3 separate regions of the Mus musculus genome follow, and all the other regions are linked to region 2. Evidence: chromatin contacts called from public promoter capture Hi-C data. All regions are on one chromosome and are shown on one strand. The core of a region is the stretch at or near the end of the contact, and the rest is flanking DNA. Distances in the headings are between cores, read along the strand shown. Region 1 overlaps Aox2 (aldehyde oxidase 2). Region 2 has its middle 6.1 kb from the start of Gm22371. Region 3 holds the start of Aox4 (aldehyde oxidase 4).

Region 1 (2,732 bases), core at 49-2,548, 930 kb after region 2:
TACACTACTGTACTTGTTAGTATGTTATCCGCTAACACAAGCCAGGGTCCTCTGGGAAGAGGAACTTCAACTGAGAGAATGTTTCTATCAGACTGGCTGGTAGGTGAGTTTGTGGGGGCATTTTCTTGACTCAGGATTTGATGGGGGGTGGGGGAGCCACTGTGGTCAGTCCCACCCTGGGCAAGTGGTCCTGGGTTCTATAAGAAAGCAGGCTGTGCAAGCCAGTAAGCAGCATCCCTCGATGGCCTCTGCATTGGTTTCTGCTTTGAGCTCCTGCCCTGACTCTTCTTCATAATCAGGATCTGTAAGCCAAATAAGCTCTTCCCAAATGGCTGGTGATTCTGTTGTTTCCCCCCAACAATGAAAAGCTCAGGCAAGTATGCTGCTTCCCTTAGCCCCAGGGGCATAATGAGGAACTATTTCCCCCTCTGCTTATGAAGCTGGCAAGGTCAATCCATTGACTGTTCTAATAATGGTGCCCTTCTCTTACCCCACAGAAACACATGGACTGCACGTACATGTAAGCAAGTGTGCATCCCTTCCCATAGAACAAATACTTAACCCAGACAGAACTGAAGATGTAGAAAGTTCCCATTTAAGAAGTGATTTATAAAGCCAGGCGGTGGTGGCGCCTTTAATCCCAGCACTTGGGAGGCAGAGGCAGGCGGATACAGTGCTGAACAAGATGACGCCCTGTCCCAAAGTAGCTTGTTGTCTACTATAGAAGCTTTTAAAACAAATGCACTGTAGAGGCAGGTGACCTCTGTGAATTCATTCTGATCTACATAGTGAGTTTCAGACCAGCCAGAGCCACAAAGTGAGACCCTGTCTCAAAAGGCCAATAAAATAGACAAATGTGTTTTCTTGCAGGGCCTCGGGGAGTCTGGGATGTTCCTAGGGTCATCTGTGTTTTTTGCCATTGTTGATGCGGTGGCTGCGGCACGGAGACAAAGAGACATAGCGGAGGACTTCACAGTGAAGAGCCCAGCAACCCCAGAGTGGGTGCGGATGGCCTGTGCAGATCGGTTCACGGACATGGTAGGGAGCTGCTCTGTTCCTGCAAGCTCACTGCAACTTCCTGCTCCCTTGGCTTCTGTGTCAGTTTGTGACCTAACCTGTGTCTAATCAAGCTATAAAGTGATAGGGCGTGGTAGTAAATGCTTGCAATCCTGGCAGCTGGGAGACTGAGGCTGAATTGTCCTGTAGTGGCTCAGACATTCATCCTAGTCTCCTGAACACAGCAATGAGGACAGTCATCTGCCTCCAACCAGTGCCTCCTCCACGGACAGAGGCAGGAACCAGACACCTCTCAACTCAGGGCTCCTGCATAGCACTCTCCTGGTCTTGCTCATCACAGGGCCACTGTAAGATCACCTTGTCTCTTACTCAAAAGCTTAAGCACATGTGACCTTCAAAACAGTGCTCTGGGTCCCATTTTACAGGGTAGGCATCCTTTTCTGGAGTGGACGCAGAGCAAGGAAAGTAAACGCACGTAATAAAGAGCGCCTCGGAAATTTCACTGCTCATCCGAGCCTCCTTCTCAGCCTCCTCACAGCCTGACTGCTGGAAAATGGCCTCCTGCATTTCCCCAGATTCAGACTGTTTTTAGCCAGCGCGTTGTTTGGCAGAGCTGTCACATACAGTGGGAAGGAGTGACTCACTTAGCTCTTACTCACAGTTCAGGCCAGGCGGCTGGGCTCCGAGGCACATGGGGTGAGACAGCATTTTCTGCCAAGTCTGATAGTTCCTTGCTGAGACCTTGTCAATACACCCTGGTGGACACCAGTTGTCTACTAACTATGCAATGCCCATCAATCAGACACTTTTCTCAATGTGAAAGTAGTCTCAAACTTTCTAAAATATTCATCAATGGCTCCTAGATATCGCTTCATAGTAGGGCCTATATTTAATATTGTAAGGCTCATTTTAATAGTGTTTTACATTTTGTCTTTATAAAAGTAACACATGCTATGCTTGATGGAGCACTTGAGGGGAAGGGTGGATAGGCTTGTCAGTTCAAGGCCAGCCTGGTCTACACAGTGGTTCCCAGAATAGCCTGGTCTACATAATAAGACACTGTATAAGAAAGAGAGAAAGAAAGAAAGAAAGAAAGAAAGAAAGAAAGAAAGAAAGAAAGAAAGAAAGAAAGAAAGAAAGGGGAGAAAGAAAGAAAGAAAGAAAGAAAGAAAGAAAGAAAGAAAGAAAGAAAGAAAGAAAGAAAGAAAGAAAGAAAGAAAGAAAGGGGAGAAAGAAAGAAAGAAAGAAAGAAAGGGGAGAAAGAAAGAAAGAGAGAGAAAGACATGTCCACTTTAGAAAAAGAGTAAGATGGAACTTGAAATCAACCATAATCCTTTCAACCAGAAATGACTGTTTGTTGTGAGAATGTGCATGTGTGTTTGGTACATGTGTGCGTGCTCTTGTGTGTATACTTGTGTTCATGTGTGTTTGAGTGTAGAAGCCAGGCCTGATACTGACACTGGGCATCTTCCTAGATTGATCTCCATCTTACATTTTTAGAATTTATTTTCTTACTTATCTATTTGATATTTATTTATTTATGTGTCTTTGCACATATATGCCTGCCTCTGTGTGCAGATATCTGCAGGCACCCACTGAGGCCAGAAGACAGCACTGAATTCTTGGGAGCTGGAGTTACAGGCAGTTGTAAGCCTGTGAGTTACCTGACATGGCGTTTGGAAATGAAACTCTAGTCCTCTGAGTTAACCATTGGG
Region 2 (2,826 bases), core at 207-2,706:
TATTTATTTATTTATTTATTTATTTACTTACTTACTTATTATGTATAAAACATCTGCCTGCATGTATTCCTGCAGGCCAGAAGAGGACATTAGGTTTCATTACAGATGGCTGTGAGCCACCATGTGTTTGCTGAGAATTGAACCCAGGACCTCTGGAAAAGCAGCCATTAACCTCTGAGCCATCTCTCCAGCCCCCAATACATAATTCTTTTCTGATGGTTTCTGGAAGAGCTGTCCTGTGCAGTGTAGAATATTTAATAGTTTTCTAGCCTTTGACCATTAGACACCTCTATAGAGACAACCAAAACGTCCAGACAGTGCTAAATGTTAAGTACTCATCTGAACACTTAGCTGCTGTTGTAACTGTTAATGTGAGAAACACTTAATTTATCAAAGCTTGTCAGCCCCAACAAAAGCCCCCATTTCCTCAACCCCATCTCCTTCCTCCTTACAGCAACTGACCAATCGTTCCTGACTGTCACGTGAAAGGAAAAGTATCTGCCCAGAACATCCAAGATCAAGTTCTCAGAACAAAGGAGGGACAGAGGGCAGGGGTAAGGGACAAAGACAGGAGGTAGAGGAAGAAGAGGAAGGGGACAAGGGAGAAAGGAGAAAGGAACACGAGGGGAGGGGCATTTGTCCAAGGGGAACAAAAGTCCGCCTCTAGCTAAAGAGGGGACAAATGGCAGATTACAAAGGTAAAGAGGGAACCCCAAGTTAGGAGGATGTGGTTAATTTTAATTGGACATGTTAATTAGGTGAGCCAAAGAGGGCTCTGATTGCTGAACTATAATACTTTGATAGCTGGACCTTGGTAGTCAGCCTCAGAAGTAAGTGGCCAAAAGAACGAACCTTGATGGCTAGCTTTAGGAATGTAATTTATTTTTATTTTATTTTATTTTATTTTTTTAGCAAGGCAGAGGGAATGGGGGAGAAGGGTAAGACCTGCCAGAGCCATGCCCTACATTCTAGAGCTGGCTAGAGTCCCTTCAGTGAAGCCCAGGGCCCACCAATGTGACGAGACACAGTCACCACCTATGTCAGGGATAAAAGACAGAAGCCAGAATATTCTGGCTGAATGTGTTGGTTAGCTGTGTTGGAATTCTGGCACACCATTTAAAAGAAAGAAAGAAGAAAAAAGAAATTACTTTGCTGAATTACTCTTCGTGTGTTCCTTTGTGTGACATAGAGGTTATACTTTTCCCAACACTATGAAGCAAAATTGTCTTATACTAATAGTAGTTGTCATTTATCTATTGCCTACAGTGCCCTAGGGACTCACACTCAATATTTCCAACAAGACTTCCACCTTAAAGAGGGGTTATCATTATCTTCATTTTACAGACAGGGGAATGGGGGCATGGAATGATTTACAAACTTGTCTGGGTTTGTGCCATTGGTAAAATCTAGGCTGCAGAACACTGGGCAAACAGGAGTAGGCACTGCTGTGAGAATCTTTGCCTACCTACCCACTAGAGCAGAGACTGGGAAGCAAGCGAGCTCCCAAGCGGTGCATGCGTTCCGAGTGATGGTGCCAACTTTCCTTTCTAAGCCTTAGTGACTGTTTTCAGTCCTCATCATAACAGTAACAGGATTCTCTTAGAAATTAAATGCAGCCGCATACGTGAAAGTACTTAGCTGGTTTCTGGCACACGGGTCGCTCTGAATTCCTTTTCCTTCCTCTCCATATAGCCCCATGCCCTTAGCACTGAAAGTAGATCCTGAACACCTTGGTCAGACAAGCCCACTGGGAAATCTAACCTTTAAGCGATCTGTACTTTCACAGATCAGAATTGAGCAGAGCAATCTCCCTAGAAACAGCCTGCCATGCTGGCGTCTTGTCCCACATTGCTAATGACCAACAGTACCAGCCATCAGCACTTGCCAGCTAAGCCAAAGGGGGCTTTTAAATCTGCACTGATTGGATGCCATGGGGCTGGGTTGACAAGTAGCCTCCTGCTCCATTTCTAGATGCGAGTCAGTGAATTAATAGCTTGCCCCATTGTTTTCTAACACAGCCAATTAAGTGAACAGTCTGAATGTTTTGGCCAGCAGGCGGCAGCCTTTGCTAACATAATGGTCGGTACTCCTCTGTCTGGCAGAACCCCACCAAAAACTGGGTGCCTGTGAGGTTTACATGGTGTAGCCTTTAAATTGGGACGGGGCACAAATCTTGGCAGATAGAATTCCGAGAACTGGAATGGGGGCAAACCCCGTGTTGGTTTTTATCCATCTCCAGCTGAAATGGAGAGTTTTGATTCAATTGTGAACGCAAGTCAAAGATAATTTGCAGCTCCCACTCGGGACAGCTAGAAACACTGCTCACACTCTTCATTGCTTTAAAACTGCAGTAACTGTGGAACCTGCTGCTAGCTCTTGTTATTTAGCACATTAATATAGAAGTACACATAGAACCATATCACATATCTGTTGGTTTTGTTTTGACATTTTAATACCTACCTTTTGATACCACTGGCTTGCTTTGAGTTGTTATAGACGGTTTTATTTAGTTTTAAGTGTATTTACTTTAAAGCATTTTTTTTAATGATGAGAAATCTACAGACTTCACCACTCTGTCAATAGGTCCATAATTTAAAACCAGTACCAAGAGCATCCAGTGACAAGGCTACCAGAACAGTCTCTAGAAAAAAGAGGATCAAAAGATTTTTTTTTTCTTTTTTGTACTCAGTAGCTGTGACTTTACTCTTATCCTTCCATCTTTTCCAAAGATGTGTGCCATATCTGTATGAAACTGTTTGCAGCGACGCCTGGCAGAGTACACTTTAACCTCAGGGTGAGATTTTGGCGTATTCAGATCACATTACT
Region 3 (2,700 bases), core at 195-2,694, 780 kb after region 2:
AACTGGCCCCAGACTTGAGCACCTGCTCTGCTCAAGACAAAAGGAAGACAATGCAGCCTTGAATATCCAACAGCCATCACAGCCCTATTTGCTCTGTGTGTGTGTGTCTGTCTGTCTGTCTGTCTGTGTGACTGTGTGACTGTGTGACTGTGTGTTAGCATCTCAAACTTAACCTGTGCAGATGGAACTTGAAAATCTCACTAGGCAGCTGCTGGTCTCTGCAGCGCAGCTCCCCTCTCTCATAAGCCAACATCACACCCATTGGGACATCTGCTCCCACCATACTCAATAGCAGCCTTGGGCATCCTGAAATGCAGCCCATCACCCCTGCTCTAATCCAAATGCCTTCCCTCCCTATTAGGAGCCTCATGACACCTCTCTTGATGGCTCCAAGGTCCTCAGAAATTGGCAAAACTGTTCCTTGGCCTCACTCCCCACCAGGATTCTGCTATATCTCAGAAAAAAAGTTGTAGGCTCCAAGGCAACCCTGCTCTTTGGGCAAGTCACTTAAAATCTTGATGTCTCATTTTTCTTATTTATAAAGTAATGGTGGTGGTGGTGATGGTGGTGGTTGTAGTGGTAGTGAGGATGATTGTCATGATGGTAGTGGTGGTGATGATAATGATGCTGATGATGATGGTAGTGGTGATGATGGTGACTATGATGCTCTCCTGAGGTGCTCCATAATTCCCAGTCCATAAGAACAGCCTCCAGCCCACAGCAAACCTGAGTGAATAGTTGTGGTTTCAAGTACATTTGTACCTAGGGTATTGCTGAGCATGAGAATCTTAAAATCCTCAAATGTGAGGAGTTCTAGACAAGTAAGCAGAGAAAAGATGAAGAAGAGAGAGTGTGCATGCTGGTTGTTATAGTCAAGCCTTAAAGACACAGTTGAGGAGGCTGGAGAGATGGCACAGCAGTTAAGAGCTCTGGCTGCCCTTCCAGAGGACCCAGGTTTGATTCCCAGCACCCACATGTTTGCTCACAACCATCTGTAACTGCAGCTCCAGGGAATCTAACGCCCTCACTGGCCTCCGTGAATACCAGCCACACCCGTGGAACACAGGCATGCGTACAAAATACCCACACAAAATGAACTAATAGCATAAATGAGTTAACCACATAAAATGAATTAATAAAAAAAAAATAAACATGCATTTGCTGTCTTTCATCACATTCACGAAAGACTCTTCCCTTGTAATTAAATACAAGAAAAACGGGAGACAGGAATCACTCGCGCTGGTGTGGACAGCAAGGTACCGATTTACAGGCGGGTTCGTTTTGTTCGTGTAACTCGTAATCATCCACCTGAAACTCGATTTTCATAATTGAACCCCGGAGTCTAAACCCAACATGAACAAACCAGTTTTAGACTTCAAAACGTCACGTGAATTCTTGACTCACTCGTGCCAGAAAGAGAAGCTGGAGCTGCTGCCAAGCCTTTGTGGGCTAGGCAGGCAGGGCTGACTATAAATCACCAGTGTTGGGCTGTGCCGCCGATTTGGCTTCCCCGGGACTGCAGGTGCCCAAGTTACAGTGCTGCTATATGAGATAGAGGAGCAGATACCCTTGTCGGTAGGGCATTTGTTTCAAATTTGTGCTTCTGGCTCCCCATTGACACCATGCCTTCCGTCTCCGAGTCTGACGAGCTGATTTTTTTTGTGAATGGAAAAAAGGTAAGTTTCTGATGTGACTAACCTGGCTCTTTGTTCACAGAGGGCAAAAGTCAGGCTTACTGTTCTTCACTGAGGTACATCTCCTAGTTTTTAGCAGTGGCACAATCTTAAACATGGATTGTTAACTCCCTTTTTGGCATCAAATATGCAAATGTGGGATGTCTGCTTGCTTTTCGTTCTCTCATCGGAAACAGTAAGAAAAAGAACCTGGTATTTGCTGCGCGGTGCAAGCGTGAATTCCGACAAGGCCAGCAGCACGCTGCAGGGGTGAGCGGCTGACAGGTCGTTCCTTCTGCGCCTGTTGGAAATGCACCCCACCTGGAAATGTGCCCCACCTCAGTTGGCCAATGCCCCTTTAACAGGAGAGAGACAGGAAGAAAACAACCACACATGACTCTCAATTGATAGCAACCCCTCAGCCAGACCATCACCCTGGAGGCAGAACAGGACTGCCTCCTTATTTCTAGGACAAATTATAAAAATGTCAAGGGGGGCGGGGCAAGCCTGAAGATGGTGTGGTGCCACGACCGGCTCATTTGTTTAGACCCAGGGGCTCAGTTTGACTGAAGCACAGTGTCCACTAGGGCCCATCACCCCACGGACTCCCCAAGGTGTGGCTTCTGTTGGGGCTCTTTGTCTTTTTTTGTGCCTCTCAAACCCATATCTTCCCACCTACTTTTCACATACCCACTCAGAGATGCGGGTGTCTCCTTGAGACATATGTGGTGTTTGTGTGCCTGCACATCTGGATTCTGAATTTGAGAACAGTGGTATGAGGTGCAGACCCCTTTTGTTTGCTTTGTTTCTGTGACACTGAGCTGGTCTTGGGGCGCTCCTCTGTGAAAAAAAATTTACTTTATCAGTGCATGGCTTTCCAGAGTGTGCTGGTCTTTCATGGGCTTGTCCTAGTGATGGGGACACGGGTACCTTTCAATTCTCCCAAGTTCTCCCCCCCCAAAAAAAAAAAACCAGAAAACACAGCATGAATATCCTTCTGTCTGATTCCTCGTCGTTGGAGCTGGTG

The links. Promoter capture Hi-C pulls out the DNA fragments that hold promoters and counts their contacts.
Region 1: a contact with region 2 is called in a promoter capture Hi-C map of hippocampal neurons, with 2.3 times the contacts expected there. The contact joins two enhancer-like sites. A contact is called at or near these places in 1 of 39 promoter capture datasets (hippocampal neurons), 2 of 115 datasets of contacts at active chromatin or transcription factors (the NIH/3T3 cell line and extraembryonic endoderm stem cells) and 1 of 9 other capture datasets (embryonic stem cells).
Region 3: a promoter capture Hi-C map of hippocampal neurons shows a contact between it and region 2, with 4 times the contacts expected there. The contact joins the promoter of Aox4 here to the enhancer-like site in region 2. A contact is called at or near these places in 15 of 39 promoter capture datasets (the 3T3-L1 cell line, 3T3-L1-derived adipocytes, the HPC-7 cell line and 8 more), 1 of 484 Hi-C or Micro-C datasets (cortical neurons), 1 of 115 datasets of contacts at active chromatin or transcription factors (large pre-B cells) and 1 of 9 other capture datasets (embryonic stem cells).

What each region holds. Positions count from the first base shown.
Region 1 is chr1:58,358,048-58,360,779 of GRCm38.p6, forward strand. It overlaps Aox2 (aldehyde oxidase 2), which reads left to right. Exons shown (of 36, transcript NM_001008419.2): 34 at 871-1,038. Among named protein-coding and RNA genes, the nearest start is that of Gm39644, 33 kb to the right of the region's middle. Within about 2 kb of position 1,299, at least 143 of the 459 cell types and tissues checked have an H3K27ac peak or open chromatin away from gene starts, as enhancers often do. A contact at or near this core is called in hippocampal neurons, where this site is marked.
Region 2 is chr1:57,427,050-57,429,875 of GRCm38.p6, forward strand. No RefSeq gene overlaps it. Among named protein-coding and RNA genes, the nearest start is that of Gm22371, 6.1 kb to the left of the region's middle. Within about 2 kb of position 1,457, at least 80 of the 459 cell types and tissues checked have an H3K27ac peak or open chromatin away from gene starts, as enhancers often do. A contact at or near this core is called in cortical neurons, hippocampal neurons and neural stem cells, where this site is marked.
Region 3 is chr1:58,208,953-58,211,652 of GRCm38.p6, forward strand. It overlaps Aox4 (aldehyde oxidase 4), which reads left to right and starts at 1,445. Exons shown (of 35, transcript NM_023631.2): 1 at 1,445-1,676. The coding sequence starts at 1,623.